Regions from separate parts of the Mus musculus genome. Here regions 1, 2, 3, 4, 6 and 7 are each linked to region 5. Evidence: chromatin contacts called from public Hi-C, HiCAR-type, HiChIP or PLAC-seq and promoter capture Hi-C data. All regions are on one chromosome and are shown on one strand. The core of a region is the stretch at or near the end of the contact, and the rest is flanking DNA. Distances in the headings are between cores, read along the strand shown. Region 1 has its middle 110 kb from the start of Gm36667. Region 2 has its middle 400 kb from the start of Gm36528. Region 3 has its middle 210 kb from the start of Gm36667. Region 4 has its middle 410 kb from the start of Gm36667. Region 5 holds the start of Auts2 (autism susceptibility candidate 2). Region 6 has its middle 140 kb from the start of Gm36667. Region 7 has its middle 230 kb from the start of Gm36667.

Evidence for each region. Promoter capture Hi-C pulls out the DNA fragments that hold promoters and counts their contacts. A called contact is a pair of places that touch in the nucleus more often than the background predicts. HiCAR-type assays count read pairs that join an accessible place to other places. HiChIP or PLAC-seq counts read pairs in DNA pulled down with a chosen protein or histone mark.
Region 1: a contact with region 5 is called in a promoter capture Hi-C map of hippocampal neurons, with 4 times the contacts expected there. The contact joins the enhancer-like site here to the promoter of Auts2 in region 5. A contact is called at or near these places in 3 of 39 promoter capture datasets (hippocampal neurons, maxillary cranial neural crest and second pharyngeal arch cranial neural crest), 1 of 484 Hi-C or Micro-C datasets (cardiomyocytes), 8 of 115 datasets of contacts at active chromatin or transcription factors (cardiomyocytes, craniofacial prominence, embryonic basal ganglia and 5 more) and 1 of 9 other capture datasets (pancreatic islet).
Region 2: a Hi-C map of cerebral cortex shows a contact between it and region 5, with 3 times the contacts expected there. The contact joins the enhancer-like site here to the promoter of Auts2 in region 5. A contact is called at or near these places in 1 of 39 promoter capture datasets (hippocampal neurons), 1 of 484 Hi-C or Micro-C datasets (cerebral cortex) and 8 of 115 datasets of contacts at active chromatin or transcription factors (SST interneurons, craniofacial prominence, embryonic forebrain and 5 more).
Region 3: a contact with region 5 is called in an H3K4me3 HiChIP or PLAC-seq map of embryonic hindbrain, with 4 times the contacts expected there. The contact joins the enhancer-like site here to the promoter of Auts2 in region 5. A contact is called at or near these places in 2 of 39 promoter capture datasets (hippocampal neurons and second pharyngeal arch cranial neural crest) and 6 of 115 datasets of contacts at active chromatin or transcription factors (embryonic basal ganglia, embryonic forebrain, embryonic hindbrain and 3 more).
Region 4: a contact with region 5 is called in an H3K4me3 HiChIP or PLAC-seq map of embryonic limb bud, with 5 times the contacts expected there. The contact joins the enhancer-like site here to the promoter of Auts2 in region 5. A contact is called at or near these places in 2 of 39 promoter capture datasets (hippocampal neurons and second pharyngeal arch cranial neural crest) and 9 of 115 datasets of contacts at active chromatin or transcription factors (astrocytes, craniofacial prominence, embryonic basal ganglia and 6 more).
Region 6: a contact with region 5 is called in a HiCAR-type map of astrocytes, with 8 times the contacts expected there. The contact joins the enhancer-like site here to the promoter of Auts2 in region 5. A contact is called at or near these places in 1 of 39 promoter capture datasets (hippocampal neurons) and 6 of 115 datasets of contacts at active chromatin or transcription factors (VIP interneurons, astrocytes, embryonic forebrain and 3 more).
Region 7: a contact with region 5 is called in a promoter capture Hi-C map of hippocampal neurons, with 5 times the contacts expected there. The contact joins the enhancer-like site here to the promoter of Auts2 in region 5. A contact is called at or near these places in 1 of 39 promoter capture datasets (hippocampal neurons) and 7 of 115 datasets of contacts at active chromatin or transcription factors (astrocytes, embryonic basal ganglia, embryonic forebrain and 4 more).

What each region holds. Positions count from the first base shown.
Region 1 is chr5:133,486,133-133,489,561 of GRCm38.p6, reverse strand. No RefSeq gene overlaps it. Among named protein-coding and RNA genes, the nearest start is that of Gm36667, 110 kb to the left of the region's middle. Within about 2 kb of position 1,556, at least 40 of the 459 cell types and tissues checked have an H3K27ac peak or open chromatin away from gene starts, as enhancers often do. A contact at or near this core is called in forebrain, hippocampal neurons, neural progenitor cells and 1 more, where this site is marked.
Region 2 is chr5:133,155,465-133,158,598 of GRCm38.p6, reverse strand. No RefSeq gene overlaps it. Among named protein-coding and RNA genes, the nearest start is that of Gm36528, 400 kb to the right of the region's middle. Within about 2 kb of position 1,773, at least 18 of the 459 cell types and tissues checked have an H3K27ac peak or open chromatin away from gene starts, as enhancers often do. A contact at or near this core is called in cerebral cortex and embryonic limb bud, where this site is marked.
Region 3 is chr5:133,384,223-133,387,698 of GRCm38.p6, reverse strand. No RefSeq gene overlaps it. Among named protein-coding and RNA genes, the nearest start is that of Gm36667, 210 kb to the left of the region's middle. Within about 2 kb of position 2,103, at least 6 of the 459 cell types and tissues checked have an H3K27ac peak or open chromatin away from gene starts, as enhancers often do.
Region 4 is chr5:133,188,223-133,191,427 of GRCm38.p6, reverse strand. No RefSeq gene overlaps it. Among named protein-coding and RNA genes, the nearest start is that of Gm36667, 410 kb to the left of the region's middle. Within about 2 kb of position 1,422, at least 9 of the 459 cell types and tissues checked have an H3K27ac peak or open chromatin away from gene starts, as enhancers often do. A contact at or near this core is called in embryonic limb bud, where this site is marked.
Region 5 is chr5:132,541,572-132,544,961 of GRCm38.p6, reverse strand. It overlaps Auts2 (autism susceptibility candidate 2), which reads left to right and starts at 1,742. Exons shown (of 20, transcript NM_001363480.1): 1 at 1,742-3,390. The coding sequence starts at 3,139.
Region 6 is chr5:133,452,616-133,455,982 of GRCm38.p6, reverse strand. No RefSeq gene overlaps it. Among named protein-coding and RNA genes, the nearest start is that of Gm36667, 140 kb to the left of the region's middle. Within about 2 kb of position 2,097, at least 46 of the 459 cell types and tissues checked have an H3K27ac peak or open chromatin away from gene starts, as enhancers often do. A contact at or near this core is called in VIP interneurons, astrocytes, embryonic forebrain and 1 more, where this site is marked.
Region 7 is chr5:133,364,629-133,367,786 of GRCm38.p6, reverse strand. No RefSeq gene overlaps it. Among named protein-coding and RNA genes, the nearest start is that of Gm36667, 230 kb to the left of the region's middle. Within about 2 kb of position 1,781, at least 9 of the 459 cell types and tissues checked have an H3K27ac peak or open chromatin away from gene starts, as enhancers often do. A contact at or near this core is called in hippocampal neurons, where this site is marked.

The DNA.
Region 1 (3,429 bases), core at 307-2,806, 940 kb before region 5:
AACAACAAAAAAAAAAAAAAACAAGAAACATTCTATCTCGAGGGAAGCAGTTAAGACTAAAGAAGTAAAACAACTCATAAGTTTCAGGAAGTCTCTGAAGGTGGCAAGAGTCCCAAAGTTATATAAGTCTCCTCTCCAAGGTTATATACACAGTAAAGTTTGCTGGGAAGGGGAGACCTTTGTACCTGTGGAGCTGTGTGAAAGTCAGGCAGGGAGCTCTTGGGTTCCAGCTTTCATGAGCTGTCACCCTAGCTGGTGTGAGTTTTGAAAGATATGTTTACAGCCGCTTTTGAGTTGGTTTTGCTCTTGTAAGTCACTCTTCCCTCATATTCCTGTAAGTACCCCAATATACTCATTGGGTCACTAAGTTGAACTTTGGTGTTCCTGTTATGTTAGCCTGTTGTTGGTTCCCTGTCTGTGGTGAGTAGAGGTCCGTTGGTTGTTTCCACAGGTAAAGTGTAACACAGCAAGGATCCGTGTGTGCATTCATGTCATGCTTGTACATGAGGATTTGGGCCTTGGTAAGTCTAAAGAAGTAGAAATGGAAGCTTTACCCAGAAGCCCTTCTAATAGTTACTACTAAGAGTTTTTCCTGGGGAACTAACTATCCCCATGGACGTGAGGTTTTACTAATATCAGGCAGGGGAGTTGTCTATTGCTTGATTTACTATATTAGAACATGGTTGGTATTGCTTAGATCCTAATTGCTGACATTATCAGTGGCCACAAAACCCTTGAGAGATGTGCTTTACTGGAGGAAGATGGTGACCAGGGGGCCTTTTACAGAGCAGAACATCTCTTCCCAAGGGGCCCAGGGAGGTCAGAAGACAGCCTCTGGAGTAGGTCCTCATCTTCCACCTTGTTGATCCAGTTCTTGACTTCTGTTCTTTGAAGCTATGTACATACACCAGGCTAGCTAGCCAGGAACTTCCAGGGGTTCTTCTTCATTCCCTGCAGCTCACTGTGCAAGCTCTGCATCACACTCCTACACCTAACTTTACAGGGCTTCTGGGTAATCATACTCAGGCTGTCATGCTTCTGTGGAAAGCCCTCCAACCACTTAGCCATCTCCCCAGTCCCCTCCCTACCTCTGACCTATGTTTTTCAGATCTTCCCTCAAACATGAGGTGAGCATTATTCATCCTACTGGAAAGGTGAATTCTCAGACTGAAAGCTTTGCAGGGTTAGAGAAGGTCTCAACAGTGACAACCTCGGTGGCCTCGCTGCCCTTGGCTCACTGCCCCTTTCCCTTGGTTCTGTTCATCTTCCCGCAGTACCTTGCTGATCTGTCATTCCAGAGCCATCTCCTGTGCCCTTCTCCGTCACCACCTCTAGCTAACAGCCTCTTTCCCTGAACTTTATATAAGCTGGCTCCTTCCCAAGGCCCCGTGGCAGCTTTCCCAGTTGCTATTTGTATCTGCCCGGCATCTCCCAGGTTCTCCTCTTAAGCTCTTATCTCTTTTTTGGCAGCCAAATGCCCTCTGTTTTATTCTCTCCCTTGGGCACACTCATAGGATGGAACAAAGCCGAGAGATTGTTCACTTTCTTAACAGAAGCTGTTTTGAATTCAGCCCCAGCTGCTACACCTTTCAGAAGTGAGATGGCTCCCAGAGCAGATGGCTCAGCAGTGGCTATTTTAAGCCCCAGAGTCACAAGAACACACCCCAAAATAACTCAGTCCAGCAGGGGTCAAATACGGAGCAGAGCTGCTGGCTTCAGAGAAAGTATGACCTCTAGCTCTCTGGAGTCATTGGCTTAGTCAGGACTTGGGGTTTCTGGTTAATGTGACTTTTCAGTGCAGTGTCTCAGCTGATGTTTTCTAGCTGACTTGACCACATGCTCAGCTTCACTTGGGGGGAAAAAATCCTCTGGCTATGATGATGCCAGAACTTATATTCCAGTCTCTGTAGCTGCTACCAGACTGGCATCAAGAGGATTTCTCTTTGCCCCTCTGAATCACTTATCTCATTGTAGCTTTGAGGTAAGAAAATGCTTTAGTATTGGGAAGATGGTCCAGTTAGTTAAGTGCCTGAATTTGATCCCCGGAACACATGCAAAGATCCACTCTCTTATTTATATTTCGATTGCTGTGATAAAACACTCAGTCATAAAGTAACTTGGGAAAGAAAAGTGTTTACCTGGTTTATACTTCCAGGTCACAGTCCATCATTGAGGGAAGTCAGGGCAGGAAGTAAGCCAGGAACTTGAAACAGAAATAATGGAGGAATGGTACTTACTAGCTTATTCAAAAGCTCATGTTTAGGTAGTGATTTTTATTTTTTTATAGTCCAGGACCATTTGCCCAGGGAATGGTGCCACCCATAGTGGGTTAGGCCATCTTACATCACATTAACAATCAAGATAATCCCTCACAGACTTGTCTGATTTGATCAGTTCCTCAATTGATACCCCTGTCTTAGGAATCTCTAAGCTGTATTCAGCTGATGGTTACAGATAACTAGACCAGTCAAGTATGGTGGCATATGCTTGTAAGCTCAGCTCCTGGGAGGCAAAGACAAGTGGATTCCCATGGTTCAGTCATCAGACAGCCTAGCTGAGACAATAAGCCCTAGCCCAATAGAGACTTTATTTCAAAAGAACAAGGTGGATGACTCTTACAGAATGGCACCCAAGACCTCTCCCTCTCCCTCTCCCTCTCCCTCTCCCTCTCCCTCTCCCTCTCCCTCTCCCTCTCCCTCTCCCTCTCCCTCTCCCTCTCCCTCTCCCTCTCCCCCCCCTTCCCTCTCCCTCTCCCTCTCCCTCTCCCTCTCCCTCTCCCTCTCCCTCTCCCTCTCCCTCTCCCTCTCCCTCTCCCTCTCCCTCTCCCTCTCCCTCTCCCTCTCCCTCTCCCTCTCCCTCTCCCTCTCAGAAAGAAAGAGGAGGACAACTACCTTGAAGTGCAATGGCCTGAACCATCAATTATCTACTCCCTTTCATGTCCATGAACTTGTCTAAAGAATAATTAACCTGAGCCTGGTTGATCTTGGTTCTAAATTTCATATTCATTTCTCCTGCTTGACGGAGCTCTTATCTCATTGGGCCAAGGGTATCTCTTAAGAGCATGTGCTAGCTATAGCCATGGAAATGCAGTAACAAACATTTGATCACATCTGTATAGGCAGAGCCTTCATTTGTATAATTCTACTAAACTGTCATTGGCCAGAACAGTTTATGAAGGAAGTCTGTCATCAATGGGGAGGGGAATCACACCACACAGATCATGGTAGGATGGAGGGAAGAATTGGGATCAGCATCACTACCCATAACACCTGGGCTGCGGAGGACTGGCCAAACTGAGTGGAGAAGGAGTGGTCAAGGTGACACCTTGCTTTCCCTTTATGGAATGAACATAGATTATTTTTCCTGTATTTATAGAATGGATTCCTACTTCAGTTCATGGACTGGGCTGTTTAGTGTTGAATTATTCAA
Region 2 (3,134 bases), core at 524-3,023, 610 kb before region 5:
TGTCCTCTTTCTATTTTCTGAAAATAACTCACCAGGTCCCATTTGTGCTAATCATATACCTCTGCATGTGTGGAAATCCCCAGGAGCAAAGCTTTAAAGAAAACTCTCTCTTCCCTCCCCTAGAACCCACCAAAGGTTACTATCGCCTCAGTTAGGTGTGGCTTGTAAGCCCTTAGTCATCCATGTTGGACTGTGACTGATTTGATCTTGTATAGGTCTTGTGCATACAACCACAACCACAGCTTCTGTGAGTTCATGAGTACCAGGGGTCTATCATGTCCAGAAAACTCTTTGACTCTTTGTCCTTCTCAGTCTCTGACTCTTACAATCTTTTTGCCTTTCTTCTTCAATGATACCTGAGTTTTGATGGGATATGATGTAGATTCATGACTGAGGACTCCAGTGAGTCTCTTAGTTTTATTATGAACTGGCAGATTCAGTTAGCCTTAAGTTTAAAAAAAAAGCAATGAAAAGAAAAAAGAAAGAAAGAAATGAGTGTTTCATAAGACTGAAGTCTCTTTCACTCTTCCAATGTGAGATATTGATGGTTGGGTGTAACTCAATTGTGTATTTCTTCTGTAATGAAGTTTATAGATGACCACATCATATAACAATATCAAAAGTTTGGGCAACCTGATTACAGAATCTAGTAATTCTTTTTAAAAAGATTTATTTATTTATTTATTTATTTATTTATTTAATATATGCACATGAATGCACTGTCATTCTCTTCAGATACACCTAAAGAGACATCTGATCCCATTACAGATGGTCATAAGCCACCATGTGGTTGCTGGGAATTGAACTCTGGACAAGCTCTTAACCACTGAACCATCTCTCCAGCCCTCTAACAAGTAATTCTATAGAGAATTTTCAGCTCCTTCCCTTTCCCTGCCATGTTCACTGGATGGCATGTCCCTCTACCTCATGTATGCTGATCTCTAAACTTAGATTCATAGGCATCAAATCTTCTTGTATCCTTCTAGGCAATGATCTTGTGTTCCTTGTCTCTACCCAGGACTCCTGATAACCCAAAGGACTTGACCAGCCCCTGTACAGCCGGTTCCTCACAAAGAGTAATGAGGAAGTCACAGCTATAGCTTGTAGCCCCAGGCCCTTAGCCAATGTCTTAAATCAACATTCACAATGTCCCTTGTCTATAAAAAGATCAGCATACATGAGGCTTCTAGCAAAAACCTTGTCAACCAGAGAGATTCAATTATATTCTCATGTGCACATACTATTCAAATACACTCCAACACTTACCTTTTTCGTAAATCTTTGTGTGTGTCATGTGTGTTCAAGTATGTGCATATAGGTGATACATGCTATGGTGTACATGAAAAGGACAGAGGACAACCTCAGATGTCAGCCCCAATCTTCCACCTTGTTTGAGGCAGAGTCTCCTGTTGCTTCCTACCCAGTATATCAGACTAGCTAGCCATGAGTTTCTGAAATTCTCTCACTTCCTCCTATCTCAGTGGAGAATTCCAGGATCACTTACATGCATTAGTGCATCTGGTTTTCATGTGCATTCTGGGATTTGAACTCAGATCTTCACACTCACATGGCAAGACAATCTACTCAACCTATCTTGTGTTTTCCTCCCTCAATAAAGGCCTGGGCTTCCCTGGCTTATAGCCTAATTTCTTTCCCTGCTTCAAAGAAGCCCTGAGACTGAAAGGAAATAGTTTGCCTTCTATTCAAAGGAGTACAGCCTCCCTTGCTTCCCACAAAAGACATTGATATTTGCATAAAACCTGAATTGAGATGCTTCAGAGTGGCTTGTGCATGCAGAAAGGCCCTTGCTCCCCTCCTGTCTGTCAGCCTCACCCGAGATCATATGCCCCATGTCTCTTCTTCCACACAGCCAATCTTGGAGCCAGCCAACACGCAGGAGGCAGGAATGGAGCCAGCTGCTTGACGACTTTAATGTTAAAATGTGTTGAACATTCACAGGCCACGGAACTCTACTAAGTGAACCAAATGGGCTTCCCTAAAGCCATATGCTCCCTCCATCACCTCCCAGCTGCAGCCCTCCTGTGCACCAGGAATAGGCTTGTTGGGGATGGCTCAGGAAGTGTAGAGGGATTTTTTTTCTTTCCTGCTGAGCTGCTAATACCAGATGCTGATGTCACAATCAGAACTGGCAGAGAAAAGTCAAGCAGCAAGCAGAGCATTCCCCCAGAGAACAAGAATGTACCCTTTCTCTAATGAGTGCTTCTGAGAGGCATCTTTACATGTTCACAGCCCCGCTGCATCCTTAGTTAATGAGATCATTACAGAACTACTGAAGAGATGTGGTGGGGACTGGCTAAGCTGTTCAACAGAGCACTCTTACTCTTGGATATACAACTGCTCCAATCTTCCTGTGGCTATTGGGATTTAAGGCATGATATCCATGGGGTTCAGTGACATAGGTATTTAATACTAGATACTCAGGCAGGTGAAGTAGGAGAAGTAGGATCAAGGTCAGTATGAGCAAATGATCGAGTCTCTATCTCAAAATAAAATGTAAAAGGCAGGGCTAGGGCTATAATTCAGTGGTAGAGCCTAGTCTCCCCCAGTGAGGGTCTGGGGTGTGGCTCAGTGGTAGAGCACCTGCCTAGAATCCCCCAGTGAGAGGCTGGGGGCGTGGCTCAGGGGTAGAGCACCTGCCTAGAATCCCCCAGTGAGGGGCTGGAGCTGTGGCTCAATGGTAGAGCCCCTGCCTAGAATACTCCAGTGAGGGTCTTGCAGTGTAGTTCAGTGGCAGAGCAGCTTCTTAGAATCCCCTAGTGAAGGGCTGGAGCTGTGGCTCAGTGGTAGATAGAGAACCTGTCTAGAACCCCACTGAGGAGGTGAGAGTAGGGCTGGCTCAGAGGATCTTGTTCCATTCTTAGTACTGGATTACCAAGTCCTATAGTTCTGGCTAACATGGTAGGCTTCTTTCTACATTCCTGGCTCTATCACAAGTCCTTGAATTTTTTTCCCCAATTCCACAAAAGAGAGAATGCCTATCTTTATGCTGCATATGGGGAAACTAAGGTGTGAGTAATGTAAATGTTAAGTCCAAGGTCACAAAACTGGAACTAGGGTTTGAAACCAGACAGTCAGACTCCAGATGCTATAGTGATAATTACTGTCCTGTACCA
Region 3 (3,476 bases), core at 854-3,353, 840 kb before region 5:
TATTCATCATGAAAGGAGAGCAGGGCAGGATTCTGGAGGCAGGAGCTGATACAAAGGCCACGGAGGAGTGCTGCTTACTGGCATGCTCCTCGAAGCTTACTCTGCCTGTTATCTTATAGTATCAAGGACTACCAGTTCAGGGTGATGGCCATGATGATCTGGGCTCTCTCCCATCAAACACCAATTAAAAAATATATATATATCCTACAGGTTTTCCTATAGGACCTTATGAAGGCATTTTCTCAATTGAGGCTCCTTCTACTCAGATGACTGTAGCTTGTGCCAAGTTAACAGAAAACCAGTGGGCACACCTAGTCTGCTTCCTATTACTGTGGTAAACCACTGAGGAAAAGTAACTTAGGGAGGAAAGGCTTGGTTTCAGCTTACAGTTGATAGGCTATCATGGTTGGAAGCCAAGCCTGAAACTGAAGCAGAGACCACGGAGGAACACAGCATACTGGCTTGCTTTCCATGGCTTGATCAGCTAGCTATCTGTAGTTCCAGTCTGGGAACAGGAAAGGTGGAGATAGAACATCTCCAGAGCAAGCTAGCTAAGACTTATTGGTGTTCAGTCTAGTCTAGTCTATACTATTATATGTTCATTATGTATATTATAAATTATTATATATTAAAATTATTATATGTAACATGTTATTATTATATTATAATATATTGTAGCATATATGCATATGTATAATGCTATAGCATATTAATTCTCATTAACTAGGACAATAGCCCTATTGGTTGTGTCCTAGTTTCCTATATATAGCACTGTCAAAAGACAACTTAAAGAGGGATACCACTTATAGATTTCTCTCCCCTGCTTTGCTGAATCACCTTTCTTATACAGTCCAGCACCATCTGCCCACAAAACAGCCCCACCCATAGTGGTCTGCGTCCTCCCCCCACATCAATCACTAATCAAGAAAACACCCACAGACTAGTCTGATGGGCGCAATTCCTCGATTGAGATTCATTCTCCCTAGGTAACTCTAGTGTGTGTCAAGTTGAGAGAAAGTAACCAGTAGAGGTGAGCTCTGGGTTTGACTGGCATTCCCTGCCTCACTGGGCAAGGTAGGAGAGCAACTGAGGGTGATCCCTGATATCAACCTCTAGCTTCCATGTGTACAGTCACACAGGTGTATAAGCATCCCCACAGACATGTGCCTACCCACATGCAAACATGTATGCATATTAGAAATATAAACCAAAATTGTGGGAGGGAGGATAACTCTCCTCCAATTTGCAATGTGTGATTTCTTGTGCATATCTCACAGCAATGGGAAAAGCAACTCAAATAAGTCATCACTGGCATGCAGATCCATCTACAACACTTGGAGGGGCTCAGTGAACACTAGGTGCTCAGAAGTGCTTGCTGAGTGAGTGACTACATGGAAACATGGATGGGTGAATGAAACATTCATCTTTATATCCAGCCCTCTGAGGCACTTAGCTCAGAGCCCGGCATGCAGCCAGGACGTGATAAATATGTGTTGCACTAAATGGGAACACCCAAAGTTATCACTTAACACACACAGAAGTAATGCCAGATAAGAACTTGAGAGCATCCAGTACCCAAAAGCAGTGCTCCCATTTAGAAAGCCAAAAGCTGCACAACTCATTGCTCATGTCTCCTAGAGGAGTACAAATTAGTGGCTTGGAAAATTCCTCCCGGCTCCAGGGTGATGCTGACATTAACCTAAATAGGAAAAGCCCTGTGGTCTTGCTGGGACTTGTCTCCCAGGGAGAGTTTGCTCAGGCTTGAGAAAATCCAGAAACAATCACGGGATGCCTGCTTTTAAACAGTCACCTCAAGGGTCAGATAAGCTAGACATGTTCAGTGACAGGGAATCATTCTCAGGGGCTGACACAAGGGGCTCCCCACAGCAAGTCCTTAGCTGTCAGCACAGAACATGCAGGACTTCTGGAATGAGAGAGAGCCTTGTGATGTCCACCCAAGTCACTGTCTCCACATTCTGTAGGTCCAGCACAGTTCATGGTCTACTATGGCCCCCAGGGAACGGTAAAGAGGCGGGAAGAAGCACAGGGTAGATTACTGCACATGAATTATTTATTCTTATTAGCATATGAAAATGCTGTCAACGGCAAGCAAGCCTGCAATATTGCTAGTGGCAGCTAGACCCATGTGTATGGGGCCAGAGAGGCTCATGTGCAATGAAAGCAAGCATATGTTCAACTTGAACAGCCGGAAGTGGTTAGAGAGGCTGCTGTTGTGCCTCAGACTCGATTTGGATTCTCCATGTCATGGGGCAAGGTAGAGAGGTACTCTAAGTGAGAAATGCACACACATCTAGACGAAGGGACATAAATGCACTGTAGAGAACAGTGGTCCTGCACTGTTGGTGCTAATTAAACTTACACTGTGCACCTGTAACCCCAGCACCATAGGGAGGAGACAAGAGAACCACTGGAGCTTGTTGGCTGCCAGCCTAGCTCCAGATTCAGTAAGAGATTATGTCTCAAGGTAGTAAGGTGGAATACGGCATATAACAGTTATCCTCCTCTGGACAACATGCACATGCATAGAGCACACACATGCATGTACATACACCACACATGCAAATTGAGATGAACAAGAATCATTATCCCAGTGGACCCTTAAATGCCTCTCTCCTTCACAACACTCATCACTAAAAGCTTGGTCTTCAGTGAAGCATCATACAGAGGTGGGGGCTTTAGGGGGGGTGATTGGTTCATAAGAGCTATGATGTCATCAGTGGATTAATTAAGCATCAATGTTCATAGCTAAGTGGACAATATGGGGACAGTAGAACCTTCGGGAGATGGGGCCTAGGTCAAGGAAATAGATTATTGGGAACATGCCCTTTAAGGGTAAATTATTTTGTGTGCCTTGGTGTGTGTGTGTGGTGTGTGTATGTGTGTGTGCATGTGTGTTGTGATGTATATTGCTTATGCGTATTGTGTGTTGTATGTATGTTGTGTGGTGTGTGTTTTTGTGTGATGTATATGGTGTATGTAATGTGTGTGTGTGTGTGTGTGTGTGTTATGTTCAGTACATGCAGGTGAGTATGCACATACTGTCTTCCATGGCAGCTATTTGGACTCCTTCTAGATCTTTCTACAATTAATCAATGCCACTTCTTTGTTCCCAGCTCAAGCCTTGAGTTCTGGTTCTGATGCATGAGACCCAGAATTATTGGTGTCCTCTGGGGATGCTCAGGGCTAAGGAGCTGGCTGCGCCCAGATCAAGTGGAAATTAAAAAGGGCCCCGAGGATTGCAGACCCAGGCTTCATTAAGACCTAATGAAAACTTGCCATGGGCTGAGCACAGGCACGTATGAGCCTTTTCCTTTTTTCCCCTTTTGTGGCAGCCTTCAATATGATTCTACTATGTCTGGAAATCCAATAACTTGAGTCAGAGGCTGCAGCAGGGGGATGGTAGATTTCCTCCCAATCGAAAATTGGGTTTCTGGGATTTAACGTAATGCCGTTGT
Region 4 (3,205 bases), core at 173-2,672, 650 kb before region 5:
TCTGCTGGATTTTCTCTCTTACATAGGTCAGGGCCCAGCCTAGAAGATGGTGGCTCCTATTTCTAAGGTAGGGTTTTCCAATCTCAATTAAAAATCAAGCACTCCCATGGCTCAACTTTCATGGCTCAATGAAAGTCCTTCAATTGCGGCTTTCTTCTGGGATGATTCTAATTACAAACCATGCCATGACCTTCTGAAAACTATCAACTATAACCCAGAATTAAACTATTGCAATTACCTTTCTACCATAAGTTATTTTGTGTGTGGAGGGGGGCTATTTTTATCATAGTAACAGGAGCAAACCAAGACATGATTTGTCATCATACTTATCTACAGATAAAGGTTCACAAGTGTCTTATGGAACAACTAATGGCTCTTCACAGTGAAGATATGTTAATCACTGCTGACCCATTATATGACAGTTTGAGTCTTTGACCCAATGAAGTATAATCCATCACCTTCTAGAAAAATTTCCACTCATACCTGTTTCAAAAACAAAACCATCTGAGATAAGATACTGTGCATGGTTTGTAATTAGAATCATCCTTCATTGATAATAAATAATGTCTTCCAGTGTGACATCCATGCTGGGCCATCTACTCTTCATGTTCCAGATATTTCTTCCCCCTAGGGAAATAAATATTGTAATCCCAAATTTAGCATACTTGTGATATTTCTTGCTATTCCAATTACCTGGTGTCCAAAAAAACACTGAATTTTCATCACTGGGAATAAAAAAGTACCAGCCTCACTGATCTATTAGGGAAAGGATAGGTCGCCCCAAATCAAACAGCAATATATTGCTGCTGTTGCTCACAGAACGAATTGCTACTCTGGAGAATACTCCTTTCCTAAATGGCTATAAAGGCCCCACACTCCAGAAAAGTCAGAAGAAAAATTACCTCCCAGCTTGTGCATTTATTTTTATGGCTGTCGCTGATCATTCCCTCCCACTCCTGCCTACAACATACCCCAGAGCCTGTCAATTCCCAGACCTAATCCTACACCAGTTTTCAAAATCCCCACCGAGTCAGCTTACTGAAATGAGATGATCTGACCGGCTTCTTTGCCAGACTTCCAAGTCAAGTGTTATAAAGTGAACTGAGTCTCTCTGTCTTTATAAGTGCATTGTGAACTTTATAGTTTAATATTAAACTTGCATCATAAAAAATGGCTCATAAATGGCTAATAAAAATCCAGTTTACAGCTTATAAAGTGCATCAGGAGTTTGCACGGGTTTGCTTAAGGAGATTTATGTGCTGGCTCTTTTGTCTCCTGCTTCAAGACTGTTTTCCCATTCCAAAACACAAAAATCATTAAAAGTAGCTGTTGAGAAAGAAGACCTGGTTGAACTCTGTGCGGTACCACTTTTGAAGTCTACTGGAAATCCAGGCATGACATACCACTATTCACTGATGCAACAGGAAATGCCTGGGCTCCAGAGCTAGTATCATAGTCCATGATGCACGGCAATACAGGCGCCTTCGGGGGCTCAGATACATTAGCAGAGACCTTCAGACCAACTAAGTTCAGCACAGTTGTTAGAATGAAATCATTGGATTCCTGGGATATATAGCTTAGTTGGCCTCATGCTTGCCTTATGTCTTAGATTGCTCTCTGTTGCTGAGATAAACGCCCTGACCAACAGCATATTGAAAGAGAAGGAAGGTTTCTTTCATCTTAAAGGTGACACTCCATCCTCCAGGGAAGTTAGGGCAGGAATTTGAAGCAGAAGCCACGGATAGGTGCTGTTTACTGACTTGCTCAGTTATCTTTCCTATACAGCTCACATTCACCTGCCTAGGATTGGTATCGCACACATTTGACTGGATGCCCTTATATTAAATAGAAATAAGAAAGTGCCTTACAGACATGGCTCCAGTCCAAACTAATCTGGGCAAGTCTTCAGTTGAGTCTCCTTCTTCCCAGGTGACTCTAGGTTCATGTCAAATTGACAGCTGAAGATAACCATGGCACTTTGCCAGAACGAGGGTCTGAATTCAATGCCCTGCACACACATAAAAACCAAACGTGGTGGTATATGCCTATAATTCCATTGATAAGGAGTTGAAGATGGGAGGATTCCTTGGGCTCACTGGTCAGCCTGCCTAGCCAAATATGTGAGCTCAAGTCCAAGAAGAGAACTTTTCTTAAAAACAAGGTGGGTAGCGTTTGAAGAACAGCTGAGGTTCTCCTCAAACATCTCTCCCATCCTCAAATAAATTACGTGTTAGCCTCAGTTGGTGAGCAAGAAGAGCCTTCCAAAAACTGGAGAAGTGTCAAGATGCCAAGCCTTAAGCCGCAGATTCATCAGGCTCCCTTCAAAGCACAAGGTGTCCCCTCTAATGAGTTCCAGGAGATGACCTGACTTGCCCGTCCTCCCTCTCACCATCTCCTCTGCCTAATGCATTCATGATCTATGCGACTGCAGTGTGCTCCCCCCCCCATCTTATTTCATATTTTATTGCCCATTGCGCTGCTTTACCCAGGTTTATATACTTCATTATGGTCTCTCCTGTCACCTCCATTATTTCATGTTTGATTTTTTTTCTTTTAAGCTCACTGGATGGCAGCTGCCTTGCCTCCCCCCTCTCCCTACTGCCCTCAACCGCCGCCTCCTACATCCATCTGCAAGGTCTTCTTCGGTAAGTTGAGTACAACTCTTGACACATTGCCAAGGAGGCATCATGACCTGGATGCAGACTCTGGAAAGTGCAGCCACTGCCTGTCTTGAGAACATAGAGAGCTATGTGGGAGTTTAGGTACCTATGACACCTTGAGACATGTAGTTATCTAGTCTGTATGTGGGGTGATGGATATGTTTACATGTGTACACATGTGTGTTCGAATGCACATGTGTGTAGAGGCCAGAAGTCAACATTGGATATCATTCTCTATTATTCTCCCTCCAATCCATTTTGAAGATTTTATTCTTATGTCTATTATTGTATGAGATATGTATACATCTGTGCAGGGGGAAGCAGAGGAAGGCATTGGAGCCCCTGTAGCTGGAGATAAAGGTGGTTTTAAACCATCCTATGTGGGTGGTGGGATCTGAATTAAAGTCTTCCACAAGAGCAGGAAATGTCCTTAACCACTGAATCATCCCTCCAGTGTTTCCACTTTCTTTTTTTTTGAGATAGGATCAATCACTGAACCACTGAACCTATAGCTCACCAATTCATCTAAGCTGGCTGACCAGAGA
Region 5 (3,390 bases), core at 493-2,992:
TTGAGAAAGGTACGTTTTCTTTCTCTTCCACTGCTTCTGACCTTCTTGTTCTGTTCTGTGCAGACTGGGATTCAGAACAGTAGAAATCCGCGTACAAAGCATTGTAACACGGTGCCTGGCTCATTGTGAGCAATTAATGTCAGTTTGTTTTCTTTTCCTTCATGCCAAGTGTGGGTTGCTAGGGGTGAGGGGTGATGTGCCACAGTGTTTATGTGCTTGGACAGAAAGAGAAGCAACTAAGAGATTGCTGAGAGAAGACTGTCGGTGAGTATAGATCAATTCCAAGTGCCTTGAAAAAACGCACAGCTATTTTATCCAGAGAGGCTGGTCGCTTTGGTTGATCGATTCTGGGCTGTAGTCAGCTCTTTAATACAACTTTTTATAAGCATCCGTTACATCGTGGTGGAAAACGTAGGGAAGCCACCTCTGCTCCATCCTCCTGCAGCTAAGCAGTAAGCGAAGTCTGCAGCGAGGGGGATGGCGGTTTGGAGTCCTCAGACTGGGACGGCCCCGAGCTACTCAGTCCCTTGCTCCAGGTTCAAGTTCCCGGTGTCTGGCTGCTCCAAAGCGGCTAGCGCCTCCTCAAAGTGTCTCCCACAGAGAGACCAAAAGTGCTGGCCGGGCGGGGGTCGCCTGGGTTCAGGGGCACTCTGGCATTCAGTGTTCTACCACGCAGAGTAGGGGGTCGGGGGAAAGTTTCCAACTCTTGCTTGATGAGCCTGGACGCAGCACTAGACTGACTACTCTTCTTGTCCCCAAAGTGCAACCTCTTTGGGTCCATACTTTGCACTTCCCCGCGCTGCAAGCACTTTTTATTTAAAAAAAAAATTTTTTTTTTTTTTTTGCACCGGGCGCGCGCTTGCGCGCGGGCAAAACACCTAGAGGTACTTCAGAGTAGTTGAGCCAGCAAGAGCTTCAGGAGTGGAGGAGATAAGGCACTCCGGGAGCAAGTGTCCGGAGAAAGGTGCCTGCTACGCGTGCGCGCGCGAGTCCTCCGTGCGTTTGGCGGGATGTTGGGGCAGCCTCCAAGCCCTCGAACTTCAACTCCACACCGGCCTGTGACCGACCCCTCCAACACACCCCCCACAGCCTCTGGAGACCCCTTCCGCCCCCAAGTGCGCAGGCCCGGCCGCCCCAGCGCGCATGCCCTGGGCTCGTGGAGCGGTGGCCAGCCCCTCAGCCTTTTTGCTTTCCACACACTCTACAACTAGGGGAGGGGGGCGGGTCACGTGATCTAGCCCGGCCCGAGGCGCGCGGGAGGAGGGGGGACGGGGACGCGCGTGGGAGAGAGCGGGGGGGGGGGAGAGGCGCGAGGGGAGGGGCTTCTCTCGGGAGCGCGCAGCTAGTGGTGCCTGAGTGGAAGGGGCGGCCCTCGGGAGCGCGCCCCGTGGTGCCGGGGGTTTTGGGGAGGGGGAGAGAGAACGAGGCGTGAGAGATTCTCGGGAGTCCGCGAAGGGGGAAAGGGGGGCGGCCCTCGGGAGCGCGCCGAGTGAGGCGTGAGGGGAGGGGGTAGCTCTCGGGAGCGCGTGCAGAGCCAGGAGGGCGGTCCTCGGGAGCGCGCGCAGAGCGAGGCGCGAAGAGGGCGGTCTTCCAGAGCGCTCGCCGGTGAGCGAGCTCGAGCGCGCGTGCGAGAGAGGGGGAGAGAGAGAGAGAGAGGGAGAGGGAGACGGCAAGCGGGCGGGCGCGGGGCTGGGCCGAGGCGGGCGGCGGCGGTGGGCCGGCCGGAGGGGGAGGAGCGGGCGCTGTGTGAGCGAGGCGGGCGGAGGATGAGGCCGTGCCCGGGCTCTGGCTGCAGCCGCCCGGGGACACGCCGTGCACCCTCGGGCTCCGGGCTCCGGCGGCGGCGGCTGAGGCAGCGTTAGCTGAGAGCGAGCGAGCGAGTGAGCGAGAGAGCGAGCGGCATCTCGCAGCGCTTCTTCCTCAGGCGGGGCGACGCGAAAAAGAAGAAGAAGAAGAAGAAGACGAAGAAGAGGCGGCGGCGCCACCACACCGGTGTATCTCGGGTTGGAGACTGCTCTTTGCTTTCCTCGTTGACTGACTCACCCCCTCCCCCTTTATAATTTTATCTTAAATTTTTTTGGAAGAAGGGTGACCTCTGGAACTGGGGGTGGGGGGAGATCTACAATTTGTGTGTGTGCGTGCGTGCATGTGTATGTGAGGAGGGGGTCGGTGGCACGCGCCAGGCTTTGCAATTCTTCTCTTCTTTCATCTTTTTCTCCTCCTCCCCCCCTTGAAGACCGAAAAAAAAAAATCCCACAACTGCTTCAGCGTCCTCCTCCTTCCCTTCCTCCTTTCCTCGGGCAACCTCTGTCTCCGCTTGTGATTGCGTGGTTATGCTCCCCTCTCTGGGGGGTCTCGCCCCTCTCAGCTCGCTCTCCAGCCCTGGCTTCCCTTGGATGCATTTCTTAAAAAAAGACTGGGAGCCCGGGAGTGAGTTTTTCTGCGAGGCGAGTGTGTGAGAGAGGCGGAGGTGTGGGGTGTTTTCCTGCACGAGGGGGCGGGTGAAGTTCATTGCCACCCACCCCTCACTTCACCGTGACCTTTTCGGACCTCGGGCTTTTTTTTTTTTAAAATTTTTTGGGGGGTCTCTAGAGAAAGGGAGAAGCAAGGCGATTTCAGTGGTGGGGAGAGAGCATGGCCGCGGGGAGGGCTTCCCCAGTCTCTTGATCAAAGCATTCCGCTATTCTGATTTATTGCCTGCTTGGTGAGTTATTTTTTTCCCCCTTTCCTCTGTAAAGGAGACCTGTGTGTTCAGCCATTACTTTGCTCGGCGCTGTTCGCAGGCATCTCCGACCCTCGGTGCAGAGGGGAGCCCCACACTTCGCCCTCTCGCTTCCCCGTCCCTCCCTCCCCGTCTCCCCGCCCCTTCCCCCTTTTTTCTTTCTCTTTTCCCCCCTGCCCTCCCTTCTTGTTCTTCTTCGGATTCTTTTTTTTTTTTTTTTTTTTATTTCTCCCAGCCGCTTTCTCCCCCGCGCCCTTCCTCGCGGCGGGAGGGAAAAGCCCGTGCAGGAGGAAGGGGGGCTCGGTGTCAATTTTTTTTTTCTTCTTGGGGTGTGTGTGTGTGTGTGTGGCCGCGGCCCGAGCCTGTGGCGCGCGGGTAGGTGAACGGGGAAGATCCCCGGCGCGGTTAAAAGAACCATGGATGGCCCGACGCGGGGACATGGACTCCGGAAAAAGCGGAGGTCTCGATCACAGCGAGACCGGGAGAGACGCTCCCGGGCCGGGTTAGGAACCGGTGCGGCGGGTGGTATAGGAGCCGGCCGGACCCGGGCTCCCTCGCTGGCTTCATCGTCGGGCTCCGACAAGGAAGACAATGGAAAGCCCCCATCCTCCGCCCCGTCCCGGCCCAGACCCCCGCGGAGGAAGCGCAGAGAGTCCACCTCAGCCGAA
Region 6 (3,367 bases), core at 848-3,347, 910 kb before region 5:
ATTCAAATAGAATAGATTAAATATTAAAAGGAACAGGCTTTCAATCCACATAAAGGTACTTAGGAATCCTAAATGCATGTTACCCAAATGAAGTGAAATCCCATCTGGAAACATATATGCCCTTAGATTCCACTTATAGATTCTTCTAGAAAATAAAAGTGAAAACTATATTGTTAGACCAGTGGTTTCTATTACTCAGGGGCTCCCAATGTCTTCTTTTTTTATCATTTATAAACAGACTGTGAGGTTAGCAGATATGATTCTTTCTGAACTTCAACCACATATTCTGCCTTCAAACACCAGATGCATTAAAAGTAATAGGTCAGTTGTCCATGGACTGAAGTCTTCAAACTATAAGTCAACATAAAGCCTTTCTCTTTATAAATTAATAATTTGTGGTATTTGTTATAGTAATAGATTGCTGACTAAGATGGTGGTGTTTCCTTTTTCTTCATGGTGTGTGTATATGTGTGTGCGCGCGCGCTCATGTATACTTATGGAAGTCTTAAGTCAATGTCACTTCACATGTCTTCATTAATCCTACTTCCACGCGATTTTTGGGTCAGCAACACTCACTGAACCTTGAGCTCCCAAGCTCACTGCTTTGCCTGTATAGGCTGGCTCTCCAGTGGGCCCCATAGCTCCTTCTTTCTTTTCCTCCCTAACTCTGTGATTACAAGCACATGGCACCATGCCTGTTTTCTTTTTTTGTTTGTTTGTTTTTGTTTTTGTTTTTTGTTTTTATGTGGGTCCTGGCAAATCTGTACTCAGTTTCTCATGTTTGCCTACCAAGCAGCTTACCCATTGAGCCATTTTTCTAGCCTTTGCCCCCTTTCCCTATCAAAATAGAAAAAAATAGAGGGCAGTAAGAAAGAGGAAGTTAGAAGGGAAAAGAAGCAATGGCTTCCACAAATGTCTACTCCAAAGTCTGCTTTGTTAAAGTCTTGCTCCCTAGATGATGGCATTATTGAGAAGTGATTGGATTATGAGAACATTAGCTCCAGCCACTGATGAAGTCATAGCTGAATGAGCTACAAGAACATGAGACCTGATGACCTTGTCAGAGAAATTAAGTCTCTCAGTTTCCCTGTCTCTCCTCCTCCTCCTCCTCCTCCTCCTCCTCCTCTTCCTCCTTCTCTCTCTCTCTCTCTCTCTCTCTTTCTCTCCCTCTCTTCATACACACATACACACACACACACAACACATGACACATGTCTCATTCTGCATGGATACACATACATACACATATGTCTCTGTGTATATATACACATATATATGTCTCCATCTGCATACATGCACACACATATATACATATATATACACATACATATACATCGTATAATAATCATATAATATACATCTACATCATCTACATCTACATTACATGTGCATTTGCATATACATATACATCATATACACATAGATTTGCACATATGCATACACGTATACCTCCCCCCCCCCCCGGATCAATAAGGTAAGTAGCTTCCTCCACAGCGCCTATATATTTTTTCATCTCATCACAAGCCCACAGCAATGGAACTGGGTAAACCGTGAAATCCTGAATCAATGTAAATCTTTCTTCTTTAAGTTATTTACCTCAGGGATTTTTGTCAAAGGGATGAAAGTTGACTAATATGCATGGACTGGATAAATTTTTGCTAACTGTTTTCATCTACCTAAATCCTGTCTCATCAAAAAGGTGACTTCTCTAATTAATTAAACTTTAGGGCCCTGCCAGTCTCTAGAAACAGGTGCCTGGATGCTCTTTAAGCGTTCCTGGAATTGGGGTGGGACGGGAAGCCAATATGAATAGAAGGTTGACAGCAGCGTGACAGGCTGACTTTAACTCTTATTCCCTCTGCTAGCCGATGAAACACACAGTTAATTTCCAGGATCATGGCTACTGGGGTGGCAGCTGAGGGAAATCAAAGACTCAGCAGGTCCCCATAATTCATACTCATTTTGTGTAGCCAGAGTGGATGATGGGATGGCGGGGTATAAAAAAGTCCCCAGCTCTTGCAAGCACACTGCTGTGTTGAGGCCCATCCCACAGCTCTGTCTCCATCTGCATGCATGCCCAGGGCCAGCCAAATCTGGATTCGTGCAGGGAAAGTAAATGGAAATGCCCACTCTTCACTTGTTCAGGCTGCTGAGGCAGCTGGCACCGACAAGTGACCCAGTTCTAGCATCTAATCGGTATTGTCTGCACTTTGGGGGCATCCTTCTCTGAGGGACGCTCATTGTGATCCATTCTATTTACCCACAAATGCCAGAATTTACTTCCGAGGAGCTACACATGATAACACTCTCCCTGTGTCAAAGACTTTTATTTGAGATGAAAGACCCAACAGTGCCTGGCTTGTCTGATTAGAGCTGTAAGTTCTGTGATTATCCTCAGAATACAGACAGGGCTTCAATTGTGGCTTTGTTCTTTCCCTCCCCTCAAGGCTGGTAAGCTGAGAACTAAGCTTATTCCCTAAGACAGCCTTGTGCCGGCTAGTTGCTCAACTGCTCAGTGTCACACAGGTTCATAGATATGTGTTTCTCCATTTGTATATGTGTGTGTTGTGTCTGTGCATGTGGTGGGCATGTATGTATACACACATGCATAGTTGGAAAGATGGATGGATAGATGAATAGGTAAGCATATAGATTTAGTATTGGTTATTCTCACTGTGAGATCTGATATACCAGCCACTTATGAAAAACACTATTTTCCTTAACCTTTGTGGGTAGGAGTGTAAAGAAGTTTTATAACTATGATTATGAAACTGAATACAGAGCAAGGTACTTCCTGGGTGGAGGATCATGTCACACAGATATTAGAAGTGAGCTGGGGATATGGGTCAAATACTATGGTGCTTACTGTATACACGTGAAAGCCTGGATTTGATTCCTAGAAACTATGTATTAAAAAAAGGCACGTGCCATTTGCTTACCATTCCAATCTTAGAAAGGTAGAGAAAAATCAAACCTTGGAAGCTCACTGGCCAGCCACCTTTGCCTACTAGGCAAGTGCCATGTACAATGAGAGACTCTGTCTCAGAAAAGGTAGATGACTCATGAGGAATTGGTTGTCCTCTGGCCTTCTCATATACATAGATCAGCACATATAAACACATGGAGATCCATCCACATACCCTGCCCCCCACTATTAGTAACTTTTTAGTTGCTGTGATAAAAATACTGTGACAAAATCAAGTCAAAGAAGAGAGGGTTTATTTGGCTTATGGTTCCAGGGTAGGGGGGTCACCATGGTGAAGAAAGCATAGACACAAATAGGGAGAGCATGGCAACAGGAGCTGGAAGCTAGCTGATCATAGTTTTACACACACACACACACACACACACACACACACACACACAC
Region 7 (3,158 bases), core at 532-3,031, 820 kb before region 5:
CAGGATGATGAACAGGTAGGGAGAAATGTGGGTCAGCCAGAGACTGTTTAACACGTAAGCTGGTGACCTTGGAAAAGAGACCAAACTCAAGGAGGTGGTTGAGGTATCAGCAGGACTTGGTGCAAAAAAAGCAGGAAACCCCTGAAACTTGAGGATAACAAAGGCAATCTGGCCTGAGACACTAGGATTGTATCTAATGATACCATCAGGAAGCCCCATGGAGGTCAGTTTTGCTAGCCATATACCTCAAAAGATAATTTTAAGTAGTAGTAGTATAAAGTAGTAGTAGTAGTAGTAGTAGTAGTAGTAGTAGTAGTAGTAGTAGTAGTAGAAGCAGCAGCAGTAGTAGTTATTTTGGCTCATGGTTTCAGAGAGCTCAGCCCATCATGGAGGGGAGAACATAATAGAGAAGAGATGCTCACATCACAAAACCTAGGAAAAGGAGAGAGAAGAAGGGGAGGTGGGATAGAAAGGGAAGGGAGAAACATGAGGTGAAGGGAGGTGGGGAGAGAAGAATTAAAAGGAGAGAGAAAGGAGAGTGAAACACTAGGGCCAAGAAGGTCAGGGAGGGGAAGAAGGAGGAAGAAGAGAGAAAGAAGGGAATGAGAAAGGGGAATGGAGAAGGAGAGGGGGGAGAGAGAGAGCATTCACCATATTAGCAGGCTTCTTTCTTTCTCCCCGTTTTAGTTTCTCTAGCCCTCAGCCTATTGGAGGTGGCATTCATATGTGAGACAAGTCTATCTTTTCCGTTTATCCTTTTTAGTAACACCAACACAGGCACACCAGAAGTTTGCCTTACCTAAATACCTTCCAGTTCAATCACGTTGACAGTCACGACTAACCATCACATACATCACTGGGGAACTAAGGAAACATAAAAACTAGGACTTTAGAGAAGGGTTACTTATGACAAAGAAAGAGTGACTGTCATACATGATGCTAGACCTCAAGTCCAGTGAGCACAGAGAACCAATCCACTGACTTGGCAGAAAGAATATGATCCTATTTAATAACAGATGTAATATCCTCCACAGAGCACCTGCATGTCGTAGGTTGAGGAAAAGCTGTGGCACAAATAAGCAGAGTCAGAAAATGCATTAACTATACAGGAATCTAATTATGAGAGAGAGAGAGAAAATATATGGGTGTACCAGGAAGCCAATGGAGGAGTGGACAGGTCCAGGAAGGACATTTTCTAATGGGTTCTCTGGGATAGCATTGATGATAGGATTGGCCCTTAAAGGAGAGAGAAAGCCAGTGGAGGAGCTGCAAGCATCAAGGGAAAGTGCCAGATTAGTTTGTTCACTCTGTGAGGAGGAAAGATAGAGGAAGTGTGTGCACAATGCAGCCAGGCAGATAGGCTGGAAGTTGACAAGATGTGATGATGAGATTCTATTCTCCCAATTTTCTCAGAAAACATTAATGAAATCTGATAATTCTGGAGAGATGAGAAGATCAAAAATTGGAGGATGGTAGAGAATTGAGTGTGGACATAAAAATAGAACACCACACTGCTGAGGTTCTACTTGCCAAAGACAATCTAGACTGAGCCTGTTGACGATGTGCTATGGCCATCTACAGCTGTGTTCAGACTGTGGGTCTGAAAGTTCAGTTCCTTTTGAGGCACGTAGGGTGGAAGATGGAAGAAACAGGATTCTTAAGTGTGTCTGGAAGGCAATGATGTCAATAAAAATTGCAAAATCTAGCCACAGCCAGGATGGAGCAGCACATGACTAAGAGGTATGACAGAGAAGTGGATGATCCAGCAGATTGGCAGACCCAATGGTGCCAAAATAGGGGTATGAAAGGCAACGAACTGCAAAAAACATGGTGACAGTTACCACAGTGATCGTTTCCATGGTGATGGTTGTCATGGTGATGGTTGCCTTCTGTAGGAAATCTTGGCATCTGGGTGGCAACACCAAGGCATGTCTTTGTCTTTTCCATATCTCATGGCAAGGCATGAAAAAGGACCCAAGAAGACTTAACACATTAGTGGGTAAAGTAGGAAACATGGGTGACATTAGTTTTGAAGGCTTACTCAGAAGAATGGGGAAGAGAAACAAATGTAGGTTGAACCAGAAACTGCTCTAAGTGGAAATTAAAAATGGATCTGCAGCAATGAATACGAAGTTAAAAAGTGGGTGGGGAGTTAGAAATATGGAAGTAATAGATAATTCAGGAAAGTTCAGTAGAGTCTTCTTGGGTTTATAAAGCAAATCTCTGTGCTTAGGTCTCCAGCCACACAATATACACTCAGATGTTACAGTTCTACCGATGGCAAACACTATTGTGGGTATTCTAGCTTGGTTTTTGTTTTTGTTTTTTTCTGTTGCTGTGGTAAATTACACTGACAAAAGCAACGGAAATGGAAAAGTGTTTATTTTAGCTCACATTGGCGAACTTAAGGCAGCAAGAGCTTGAAACAGTTCGTCATATCATGTCACATCTATGAGTAGAAGCAAAGAAGGATTAATGTATGCACACGGGTCATGCTCTCTCTCTCCACTTATACACTCCAGGATCCCAGCCTATGGGATGGCGCCACCACCAGTGGGAAGGGCTTCCCACCAAGTAATAAAATAAAGATAATCTCCCACAGGTGGCTCATTTCCTAGATGATTCTAGACACTGTCAGGTTGACAATCAACACTAACCTTTTCAGTGCAGATGCCCCTTGAACATGTAGTTTATAGGATGTTGAAAGTGTGTGATGGTTCTAATTAGAAGCCGGCCTATGATTCACTTCTCCATGAGCTTGATACTTGACAGACAGTGAAGTATCCCACAATATTAAACAAATGGAGGGAAAAAATGCCTGGATTGAACACCTTGCTCTATTGCAAAATAATGAATCAACAATTTAAGCTTGGCAAATGAAATAAATTCAGAAGAATATTGCATTATAGTCTACACAATAATTTTCAAACATGACCATACATAAGAATAAGAATGCCCCAGGGAAAAAATTTCTAAACAGAACAGCAATGGCCTGTGCTGTAAGATCAAGAATAAACAAATGGGTTCTCATAAAATTGCAAAGCTTCTGTAGGACAAAAGATACTGTCAATAAGACAAAAAAGGCCACCAACAGATTGAGAAAGATTTTTTTACCAATCCTAAATCTGATAGGGGACTAATATCCAATATACTCAAAG